Regions from separate parts of the Sus scrofa genome. Here region 1 is linked to region 2. A link is a contact called in public Hi-C data. All regions are on one chromosome and are shown on one strand. Each heading gives the region's core, a stretch centred on a gene start, on an enhancer-like site or on the middle of the called end of the contact. The rest is flanking DNA. Distances are from core to core; before and after follow the strand shown.

Region 1 (5,372 bases), core at 1,586-4,085, 310 kb before region 2:
ACTTATTAGCTTGTATGCAGGATAAAATCAAATCTCAGACCTGACGTGGCAAAGACACGTACTTGCAAGGTGCTTGAGGTTGATGTTTAAACTGTGACAGGCTTCAAAGAGGGCTTCACATGAAGTATAGCTCCAGAATCTGAAATCATGAATCTGAGAATCCAGAAAGAGTCTCCTCTCTCCTCTCAAAAGGAAGCTGGTAAAAAGTGACACGTTCTTGTCTGGAAATAGCCATACACACAACAGCCTAGGTCCAAGGAATTTGTTGCTTATGTGGCAGGTTGGATATTTTACCTGTGTTACAGGGTCAGACTGTGTACCCCAGGCATGCAAAAAATATAATCAATTTCTCTGTAATGAAATTTTTTAAATTTTTAAAAAATTTAAAAGATTTTTGGAGTTCCTGTCATGGCTCAGTGGTTAACGAAACCGACTAGTATCTCTGAGGACACAGGTTTGATCCCTGGCTTTGTTCAGTGGGTTAAGGATCCGGTGTTGCTGTGAGCTGTAGTGTAGGTCACAGACTTGGCTTGGATCCATTGTTGCTGTGGCTGTGATGTAGGCTGGCAGCTACAGCTCCAATTCGACCCCTAGCCTGGGAGCCTCCATATGCTGCAGGTGTGGCCCTTAAAAAAAAAAGAGACAATTTTTTTTTTACAATATTTATAATATTGTGCTAATTTCTCTCTCTCTATATATTCCCTTTCTTATTATTATCTTCCATCTTGGTCTATCTCAAGAAACTGGATATAGTTCCCTATGCTACAGAAGAACCTCATTGCTTATCCATTCTAAATGTAATAGTTTGCATCACCACCTCCAAACTCCCAGTCCATGCCACTCTGAACCCTTTCCCCCCTTGGCAACTGTGTAATGCAATTTAACTTTGCTTTCTGGTTCTAATGGTGGATAATGGAAGCTTAATAAGATGATCCAGTTGCTTCAAGTTTGAAACTCAGATTCCTTCCATCTTCGTTCTTCAGTTCTCCTAGCTATCCCAAAGGGGCAGGGTGGGATGTGGTTAATTTGGGCTAAGGTAGTTTCTGTCCCTGCTGGCCTCTGCTGGGTGTGCAGGGCTCTCTCAGGCCCATATGCTCGACTATTTGCTTGACCATTGCCCATCTATCACTCCAGTGCCATGTGGGATGTAGGATTTCTCTATGAAGCTTGCAGACTCTCAGGAAGCATGCATCTCACCAGGAAACCAGGCTCTGGCCCTTCTCCTTAGAGCCTTCCATGGTCTCATCTGGGGTTTCTGTTTGAATATCTAACTTGCTGTTCCCACTGTCCCCTTCAGAACTTGGTACTGGGGATGGAAAGCTGGGGACTTTCTCAGGGACTTACCAGTGTCTGAATTCCAGTCCTATTCACTCTGATTTTTCTCCCCCATTCATTACATTTTTACCTACTTTAAGTCAGCATATGCATTCTTCTTCTATCAGTGGGTTATGGTATAAGGTTCTCTGAATTCATGGGTTTTGGATCTTGATATTTAAAGTTAAGCTCTGGTATTTGCAATTTTTTTAAAAAGGAGAAACTCACTTTTCTTCTCTCAGATGCATGCCCCTTCCAGTAGAAAGCAGACAGTGGTCTTTGCTATAGATTGACCAAAATCTTCCTGGTAGCTTATAACCCATGGCTTTTGTTCTGCCTGGATGGTTCTACCCTGAAGGTGAGCTATTCAGAAGGTGCCCACAGACTGCTGAATGGTGGGTGAAAGGAAAGAATGAGGGGACTTAAATGGCACAGAATTGAGTAATAATTAAAAAATTGCCCCACTACAGTTGGGAAACCATGCATGTTTTCAGAATCTTTGATAAGAGATCACGGTGTTCCCACGAAGCTGGCTAGAAGCAAACTGTGACCTATTCAATTACATTGCTACTTGCCAGGAATTAAGTAATGGTGTTCTTGGAACTGGCGAGTACAGTGTGGTCAGTGTTTATCTAACCCTCTGCTGAAGAGTCTGGCCTTAGCTTCTGGAAGTCTCACGAGGTTATCTAGATGATAATATCTCTAGGATGGAGAGCCATTCATTAGTTCATTCAGGGGCCCAGCGTTAGGGGATAGATTTTATAGATTCCTGTGAAAGGCAGGGCCCGAGCTGTTTGATAACATTTCTCAACTTTCAGAGTAAGAGTCATTTAGGAAGATTGTTTAAAAATGAAGATTCCAAAAAAAAAAAAAAAAAATGGGGGTTAATAGATGCAAACCATTGCCTTTGGAATGGATAAGCAATGAGATCCTGCTGTATAGCACTGGGAACTCTGTCTAGTTACTTATGATGGGGCATGATAATGGGAGAAAAAAAGAATGTGTATATGTATGTGTAACTGGATCACCTTGCTGTACAGTAGAAAACTGACAGAACACTATAACCCAGCTATAATGTAAAAAAATAAAAATCATTATAGATTAAAAAAAAAAATAAAGATTCCTTGAAACTTTGTCCAGATCAACTGATTCCTAGGTCTGGGCTAAGGCTTAGGAATTTACATTTTAACAGGCTTCTTCAGGACTGCACTTTGAGATCAGACTCATAATTGAAGTAGCTAGGACTAAAAATCAAATAATCAGTGACAGTACCACTTAGATCCAGGCCAGGTCTGTATTTAGAGGACCCTGCTCTGGCCCTGTCCATCCTCGTGTGGTGGGGCAATCAGTGGACTCAAGAGGATATGCCACCTGGAGTCGAGGACCAGCCTTCCAGACCTTCATCAAGGTGCCAGGCGCCTGGAATTTTCTGCCACCACTGAGCGGGCTCCCAGGTTTTGCACGGGCTCTTTCCTGGTCTGACCTCCAGGGGGCGTACCCTGTTGTTGACAGCCTTAGGCCTCAGAGGTGGCTGGCCTGGGGACAGCCGTCCCTGGGGATGTGGATGGAGCTTGGCTCTGTGAGCTGTTGTATCTACCAGAGCCAGAGGAAACCCCAAGTGCAGGGTTGGCTGTGGCCAGGAGCTGGCTTTCCCTGTACTGCCACCTGGCATTCTGGGTCCCTTGGAAGGTACATTTATCAGGTAGGAGAACAGAACATGTTTCATTCAGCAGCTCCTTAGCATTGATGATAACGTCTAAATACATAGACGGTTTGTGGGCCTCTATCACATTCTTGTCTTAGAGCCCATGAATGGTAGGGGTGACCCGATCACTGTTTTCAAGTGGTTAATGTCTTAGAATTGATTTCTTCTGATCAAGAAACTGTCCTTTAAGGCAAGCCCCAGGGAAGGACAGATAGAGGAGAAAGGAAGGGGAAGAGTGACCTCCAGGCTTGGCCACACCGAGGGGGCCCAGCAAGGGAGTGGATCAGACCTGCATATCAGGATAAAACTTGATGTGGCCTTTTGCAGGTTGTTTGCTGTCCTTTTCTCTAACAGGTGGGGGGTGGGGGGGCAGTACAATTGTTTGCTGAACTGGCTGATTTCAGCTACCCTTGCAGGGGGAGGGGCAAACCCAAGTTGTCTCATCTCTTTCTCTCCAGGATTCCAGCTTCTCTTGCTGGAATTTGCCCTTTTTCTTGCAGTGAAATAGAGTGTGGAAATGTGAACACTTTCCAGAATGACTTTAAAATATTTTCAGCCACTGTTGGATGTTTAACAAAAAAAAAAAAAAAAAAAAAAAGAAGGAATTCCTGTCATGGCTCAGTGGTTCATGAACCTGACTAGTAACTGTAGGTTGCTCAGTGGGTTAAGGATCTGGCGTTGCAGTGAGCTGTGGTGTAGGTCTCAGATGCAGCTGGGATCTGGCATTGCTGTGGCTCTGGTGTAGGCCGGTGGCTACAGCTCTGATTAGACCCCTAGCCTGGGAACCTCCATATACTGCGGGTACAGCCCTAGAAAAGACCAAAAGGACCTCTTTAGAGTTGGATCCATTATTTCATATGGGATTAACAAAGGAAACTTTGATTTTTTTAAATAGGTTTCACATACACTGGAAGGTGAAAAGACATCATTTCATGACAGTCACTCTTCTTGATACCATATGCCATATACTTTAATGGAAATATTCCTTAAAATACCCAATTACTCTTGTTTTAATTCACTGCTTCTATTAGGTCTGCTATATACTCTTGCCTAGGTTTTACACTGCACAACGACCCCTACCCTAAGAAATGAGTTGGGGGTGAAATCCAGCCCACCTTCCCCTCATCATCATGGGCCTGTATCTACCAGAAAGTAGGATACCCTTTTCTAATCACAAAGAGTCACAGTCTGCTCTTCAAATCACACACCTGCAGGCATAGGTGCATGCAAAAGTGTCCCTATGGGTTGCCATGGTAGTCAAACATTTAAATATGGCATTAGTGTGTTTTTCTAAGAGGACTTCCCTGCCAGAAAGACATGCTCAAGCAAAGAGCAGAGCCTGCTGACTGGTCAGATATACCTTCTTTTATAGATCAAGAAACTAACACTCTGGTTTATAAGTGTATCTCCCTTTGTATGATTAGCCGGGATCAATCTGTCAGAATCTGATCCTCCCTGGGTGAATGGACAAAACTGGATTTCTAGATCAACAAGGCTGAAGATGCAACACTTGTGGTGACTTTTTACAATGTCCCATATCCCAGGCAGCTGCATTGAAATTCTTTGAAATCAGTTGCAGTGCAATAGGTGTTTACCTTGTAGACACGGAGAAAGGAAAACTGACTGGTTTTCCATTTCATATCACTAATGTTGTCACTCCCTGCCTGTATTTTTCTACCCTCTCACTCTGCTTTATTTTTCTTCCTATTACTTATCGCTATCTTACGTTACATATCAATTTGTTTACTTACTCTATGCTTAATAAGTTCCTGCCATGTCTAGAAATACTCAATAAATACTTGTTGAATGAATAAATGAATGACCCATAAAAATGTAACCCTCAACTTTGTAATGTTGCTGCGAGGTATTATAAATTAAGAATAAATGGACTTCCTTGGTGACGCAGCAGCTCAAGGATCTGGCACTGTCACTGCTGTGGCTTGAGTCGCAGCTGTGGTGTGGGTTCGATCCCTGGCCCAGGAACTTCTGCATGCCATGGGCAAAAAGAAAAAGAATAAAGAGAGCAACTTCATGGTCCATCCTAAGTGGACATGAAATCAATCAACACTGGGCTGTTGTGAGAAAGGGTATCTCCTGGGGAGACCTTCAGAGCAACCACAAAGGGTGCCAGGGTTGCACTGTGTGTTAGCAAATAGCAAGAGCCTCTTAGAAGACACTCAGCTGAGAATTTGGTTTCTTCTCCCGCCAACCCCCATCTCCACTGCAGCAAGGAGAAAGAGTGCTTTTCTGGGCAGGAACAGGCAGCTGCAACAGCCATGATTTTTATTTGGGTCCCAGAAAAAAAGCCAAGCTTCACTACTGCTTTTAGCTATGTACTGCTTTTATGCTAAGT
Region 2 (5,800 bases), core at 1,163-3,662:
ATGGACAACATGCTCAGACCTAGAAAACAAGAAGGTTGACTGAATTGTGTAATCATACTAAAATGTTTGAATTGTGTAATCATACTAAAATGTAGATACAGAAATAAAAACAGGAGTTCCCACTGTGGCTCAGTGGGTTAAGGACCCAACCTTGTCTCTGTGAGGATGTGTGTTAGATCCCTGGCCTCACTCAGTGGGTTAAGGATCTTGCCTTGCCCCCAAACTTCTGTGTAGATCACAGATGTGGCTCAGATCTGGTGTTTCTTTGGCCATAGCATAGGCTGGCAGCTGCAGCTCTGATTCCACCCTGAACCCAAGATCTTCCACATGCCACAGGCACAGCTGTAAAAAGAGAAAAAAAAAAAAAAAAAAAAAAAGAAGAAGAAGAAGAAGAAATAACTGTAAACCAACTATAATGGAAAAAAATAAAAATCACTGAAAAAAAAAAAGAAGAAATAGAATCAGGAAAATCACTAGCAACTAGATGGCTGAAATAGCCTTTAAAAAACTTTTAATGTTTTTAATGGTCCTGGGACACCCCTGCTTCACAGTAGAACAAAAAAAAAAAAAAAAAAAAAAGCACTTTGGCCACATCTGTGTTAGTGATTTTATATTGTAAATAAGGTACTAGAAGAATATAACTATTAAAAAACATCTCTCATCATTTTGCAATGTATACAAATATCGAATCATTGCGTTTTACACCTGAAACGAATAAGATTATATATGGAGTTCTCTCTCAATTAAAATAAGAGGAGTTCCCGTCATGGCTCAGTGATTAACGAATCTGACTAGGAACCATGAGGTTGTGGGTTCGATCCCTGGCCTTGCTCAGTGGGTTAAGGATCTGGTGTTGCCGTGAGCTGTGGTGTAGGTCGCAGACACAGCTCTGATCCCGTGTTGCTGTGGCTCTGGCATAGGCCGGTGGCTATGGCTCCGATTCGACCCCTAGCCTGGGAACCTCCCTATGCCGTGAGAGCGGCCCAAGAAATGGCAAAAAGACAAAAATAAATAAATTAAATTAAATTAAATTAAAGACATTTTTCTTTGGGCAGCATTTCTGAGGTTGAGCAGGGGGAACTAAGAGCGGGGCTAAGACTCAGCCAGTGTACACTAGTCTGGCTTTCCAGTGCCACAGCCCATCCCGTCTCTGGGACTCCCCTCCTGGCCTCACTGTTTTCCACTAAAAGGTTAAACGTCTGCACAGCAGAGGCCAACAGAACCCTGGGCAGGCCCCGTTTCCACCTTGCTGCACTGCACTCCTGACTAAGGGGATGCATAGGGATGGGGCCCTTGCTCATTTGTTTTGTGTAGAATCCAAGAAGTGATTCCACTTAAGGACCACTCTTGCCCCACATAAGCACTCCTCTCCGTTTCTCAAGAAGATCAGTTATTAAACACTGATCTCAAGACTTGACCAGAGAACAGGGATGTCATTCATCAGCCTGTGTTCACTTGTTTTAGTTTAATGGGTGTTTTTTCAGTATCCAGGTTTCTTCTGTGTGTATAAATTCACATTATTACTTTTAAGCTATAGTTTGTAAGTTGAAAATAATCAGATGACCCTCTGTAGCTTTTAGGGCAGTTTCTCTTCTCATTAAAATATGAAGTATATTCCAGTTTTTATTGAATGAACTCAGAAGTATACAGATGTAAGAGGTGTCTTTAAGCCAAGCTCTTATTCCAGAGTTCTAAAGGAAATTACAAATGTTTTCTGGATAGCAGGTAAGAGGGGCATTTTATAGTCAGAGGAAGGCACTCCTGTATTGATGGATTATTCATGATGGTTAGTACTGTATTGATGCTTATATTGGCCAAAAGAATACTGATTCCTGCTTCATCCATTCTCCCTCTCCAGTCTGTAAAAACTGAAATTTCTCATTAGGCCACGAGGTGGCAGATTAATTGCAGGAGAGAAAAAAAAAAAAAAAAGTGCAAAAGCAATACAGAAATGTCTTCAGCTAAAGTGAAATAAGGAAATATTCTGCCTCCACCTTATCAGTCCCTGTAAGCTAGACCTCTTTGATCAGAAGGTACACTTGATTTAAAAAAAAAAAAAAAAAAAAAACTAGTGGTTTTAAAGCCTTTCTTAAGCAACTATTTTACTATTCCTTTCAAAGATCAAAAAATGCAAAACTCTCTGCCTGCTTTATAACAATTTTTTTTTTGGTCTTTTGTCTTTTCAGGGCTCCTCCTGTGGCATATGGAGGTTCCCAGGCTAGGGGTCCAGTCGGGCTACAGCTGCCAGCCTATGCCACAGCCACAGCCACGCCAGATCCGAGCCGCGTCTGTGACCTACACCACAGCTCACGGCAACACTAGATCCTTAATCCACTGAGCAAGGCCAGGGATCGAACCCCTATCCTCATGGATACTAGTTGGGTTCAGTGGAGCCACAACGGGAACTCCTATAGCGATCCTCTTGAACATAGGGTTTTCTTGACCCCTCCTTGGCAGAGGCCTCCCACGGAAGTGGCACTCAGGGATATTCAGCCCTCCCTCCTTGTTCATCATTTGGGTTATTTACAACAGTGTCTTCCTTTTTCGTGCCCCTGAGTACTGTCATTGTGGGCTCACTGCCCACCTTGGCTGGGCCTGATGTCCTCTGTCATTTCCACGACTGCAGCTGCTTCCTCCTGGCCTCCCTGCCTCTAGTCTCTTCCCCTTCCACCCCACTGCCACCAAAGTCTCCTTTCTAGACCTTGGAACTGATCATGTCACTTTACTGCTTGAAAGCCCACCTCACGGGTGTGGGACCAAATGCAAATTCCAAGACAGAGCACACGTGACCTTTCCACCCTGGCCCTTGACTGGTCTTATGGCATGTGTAAGAATATCACACACACACACACACACACACACACACACACACACACACACACTCAGGCATACATATTTAACAACACAGACATTTTGGCTTTTGGCCAAACATGGCATTTTTTTCATGTCTCTGAGTTTGCATACACTGTTCTCTCTATCCAGAATGCTTTTCCCTGCCTATGTCTGGCAGATGCCCAGCTCTGTGCCTTGCTGGAGGCTTTCAGATGGACCTATGGTATTCCTGCCTGTCTGTCTTTAGTACCCTGTGCCTAGCCTCCTCCCATCAAACTCATCCCATTTATATACAAATGATAGGATTTCACAGCTGTCTTTCCCATTTAATGTAATCTCTTTGTGCAGAGAATAGCATAAATGGTGGGTAGAATGTTATTTTCCAGATAAGTTTCCAGAAAGCATCAAGGGGGGAGCTGCAATATCTTGTCTGGTACACAGGCAAGTCACCCATAAGCCTGTAAGAGAATGGGTGGGAGGGAGTTCCCATTGTGGCTCTGTGGTAATGAACCCAACTAGTATCCATGCGGACTTGGGTGTGATCCCTGGCCTCACTCAGTTAAGGATCCAGCTGGGTTAAGGAGCCAGCATTGCTGTGAGCTGTGGTGTAGATTGCAGATGAGGCTCACATCCCACGTTGCTGTGGCTGTGGTCAGCACCTGCAGCTCTGATTCTACCCCAGCCTGTAACTTCCACATGCCACAGGCGTGGCCCTAAAAAACAAACAAACAAAAAAGGCATGGGTAGGAAAAAATGGCTTGGGTACAGAAAGTCACTGATTGGACAAGCATTATGGGTAACTTCCTCCACAGGAACCAGGGGCCAGGGAGGTTGAGTAGAATGTCTAGCAGACAGCCCAGAGGGTCCCAGGCTCCAGGAGTCGGGGGAGCCATGGAAACAAGCTGCTTGTATTCTGCTCACCAAGACGTATGGAGATAAACTTTGATCCACAGCAGTGATGCCCCTCCGCACATTTTCCAAACCCTCCTGCCTTCCATCCCCCTGCCCTGCCTTGTCTTCTCCAAGATGCTGTGCATACATGCCTGTCTCTTTCATCTCAAGTGGAGAGGGCTTTCCTGAGAGTTTTTAACAGCTATCATTTGTTGTCTCTTGAGCTCATCATAGAATGTTTTAGAACGTCTGAGGGCAAAACTTGAACACATACACTGGGTGAAGCTGACGAGTCATTAAAAAGTCAAAATACATCCTCCTCTGGGCCCCTTTTACACTCCTGCAAGTGTAATATTTTCAGAAGTTTCCGTGGTAACAGCTGTTCACTTTAGTACTACGTAATCCCATGTGTGTGTGTGCGTGCACGCGTGATCATCTGTAGGGAATACAGTTGGTTCCATGCCCATCACGATTTTAATAGATAGAAACATCAGAAACTAAAAATTTAACAAACAATTAACCTATTTGGCAGGCTGATTATCCCACCATGAATTATTAGGATCCTTAGTTTTCCTTTTGGCTGTTCGTTTTAACAAAACAGATCTTGAGTGTAGAGTAAAAAACAAAAACATTTTAGGTGTTTCCATGTGGTTCAGCAGGTTAAGGATCTGGTGTTGTCACTGCTGTAGCTCTGGTTACAGCTGTGGCACGGATTCGAACCCTGGCCTGGGAACTTCCATATGCTGCAGGAAAAAAAAAAGAAAAAAGAAAAGAAAGAATGAAAAGAAAAAGAAAAAATTCAGACCAGATTCTCCCACTTTCCACGTGGGCAACTTTGGCTAGGTTGTGCAACGTCTCTGAGCCTCAGTTTCCCCATCTGAAAAATTGGGGTAAGACTTTCTCTGCTCACCCTAGCAGGATGCTATAAGCCTCATAATAAGATATGTATTATTAAGAAAGCAAAAATTTCCTGGCTTGTTCACATCACACAGGAGGGGATGTGAAAAAAAGGAAAGGAGATGGAATCAAAATATCCCCTTGGTGACTCACCCTGATGAGAGGTGATAAAAATGTCTGTCTCCAGTGAGATGCTGGGATTGTCAGCGGCTTTATCTTTGACCTTTCATAGGTATCTTATGCAAAGCAAGGTCAGAAGGGAAAGTTCTCAAACTGAAGGAAAAACAAAGGCCTTGTGTTATGCCATAGAAGGTCAGCCACAGAGAAGAAATGATTTGTAAAACTGGGCCCATCTACTCCAGCCTCAGGCCAACATCCCTCTCTCTGAAGAGTCCACACCACCTCTAAAGAATCACTTAATTCTGTAGAAAATGTAAATCAGTGTTTTGGGGGTTCAGTTGCTGTTGGGCGGCGCTGTGTTCTCATGCCTGTAATGTTGCGGGCATGTCTGTAGAGCCGTGTGGGCCACAAAGGACTCACCCTGGGGAGTTGGAACCTCCCTGCCCTTCTTCCTGAGCGGCGCCAGCAGTGGGGACAGAGCTGAAGAATGGCTAGGAGCATGTGACATAGGGACTGAGCAGGAAGGCAATTTTTTTTTTTTTTTTTTTTTTTTTTTTTTGCTTTTTAGGGCCACACCCTTGGCATATGGAGATTCCCAGGCTAGGGGGTTGAATCAGAGCTGCAGACGCTGGCCTACACCATAGCCACAGACACGTGGGATCTGAGCTGTGTCTATGACCTACACCACAGCTCACGACAACACCAGATCCTTAACCCACATAGTGAGGCCAGGGATCGAACCCTCATCCCCATGGATGCTAGTTGGGTTCCTATCCCACTGAGCCACAATGGGAACTCCCAGGAAGGCAATTCTTAGGCAGAGAGATTGCCTGCCAAGGGGAGGAGAGACAGTTGCAGCTCCCAACTGGGACCCAGATGCCTGCCTCGACTCAACTGTTGGCAAATTCTGCCGATTCATCCTCACACAGCAGAATTCTCCTGGGGGTGCGGAGGAGGTGCGTGGAGGCGGGGAGCCGTGCTGGGAACACCCTACACTGAGTGACACAGACAGGGAGCTGGTGGAAATCCCCGCAGAGCTCCAGAGCTATGGCAGGACGCA

The links. Hi-C and Micro-C count contacts between places; a contact is called where the count stands out from the background.
Region 1: a contact with region 2 is called in a Hi-C map of retroperitoneal adipose tissue, with 2.1 times the contacts expected there. The contact joins two enhancer-like sites. A contact is called at or near these places in 14 of 47 Hi-C or Micro-C datasets (alveolar macrophages, embryonic fibroblasts, epiblast stem cells and 7 more) and 1 of 2 datasets of contacts at active chromatin or transcription factors (skeletal muscle).

Annotation. Positions count from the first base shown.
Region 1 is chr9:106,636,719-106,642,090 of Sscrofa11.1, reverse strand. No RefSeq gene overlaps it. Among named protein-coding and RNA genes, the nearest start is that of PIK3CG, 66 kb to the left of the region's middle. Within about 2 kb of position 2,835, at least 8 of the 83 cell types and tissues checked have an H3K27ac peak or open chromatin away from gene starts, as enhancers often do. A contact at or near this core is called in omental adipose tissue and retroperitoneal adipose tissue, where this site is marked.
Region 2 is chr9:106,322,078-106,327,877 of Sscrofa11.1, reverse strand. No RefSeq gene overlaps it. Among named protein-coding and RNA genes, the nearest start is that of NAMPT, 160 kb to the right of the region's middle. Within about 2 kb of position 2,412, at least 4 of the 83 cell types and tissues checked have an H3K27ac peak or open chromatin away from gene starts, as enhancers often do. A contact at or near this core is called in omental adipose tissue and retroperitoneal adipose tissue, where this site is marked.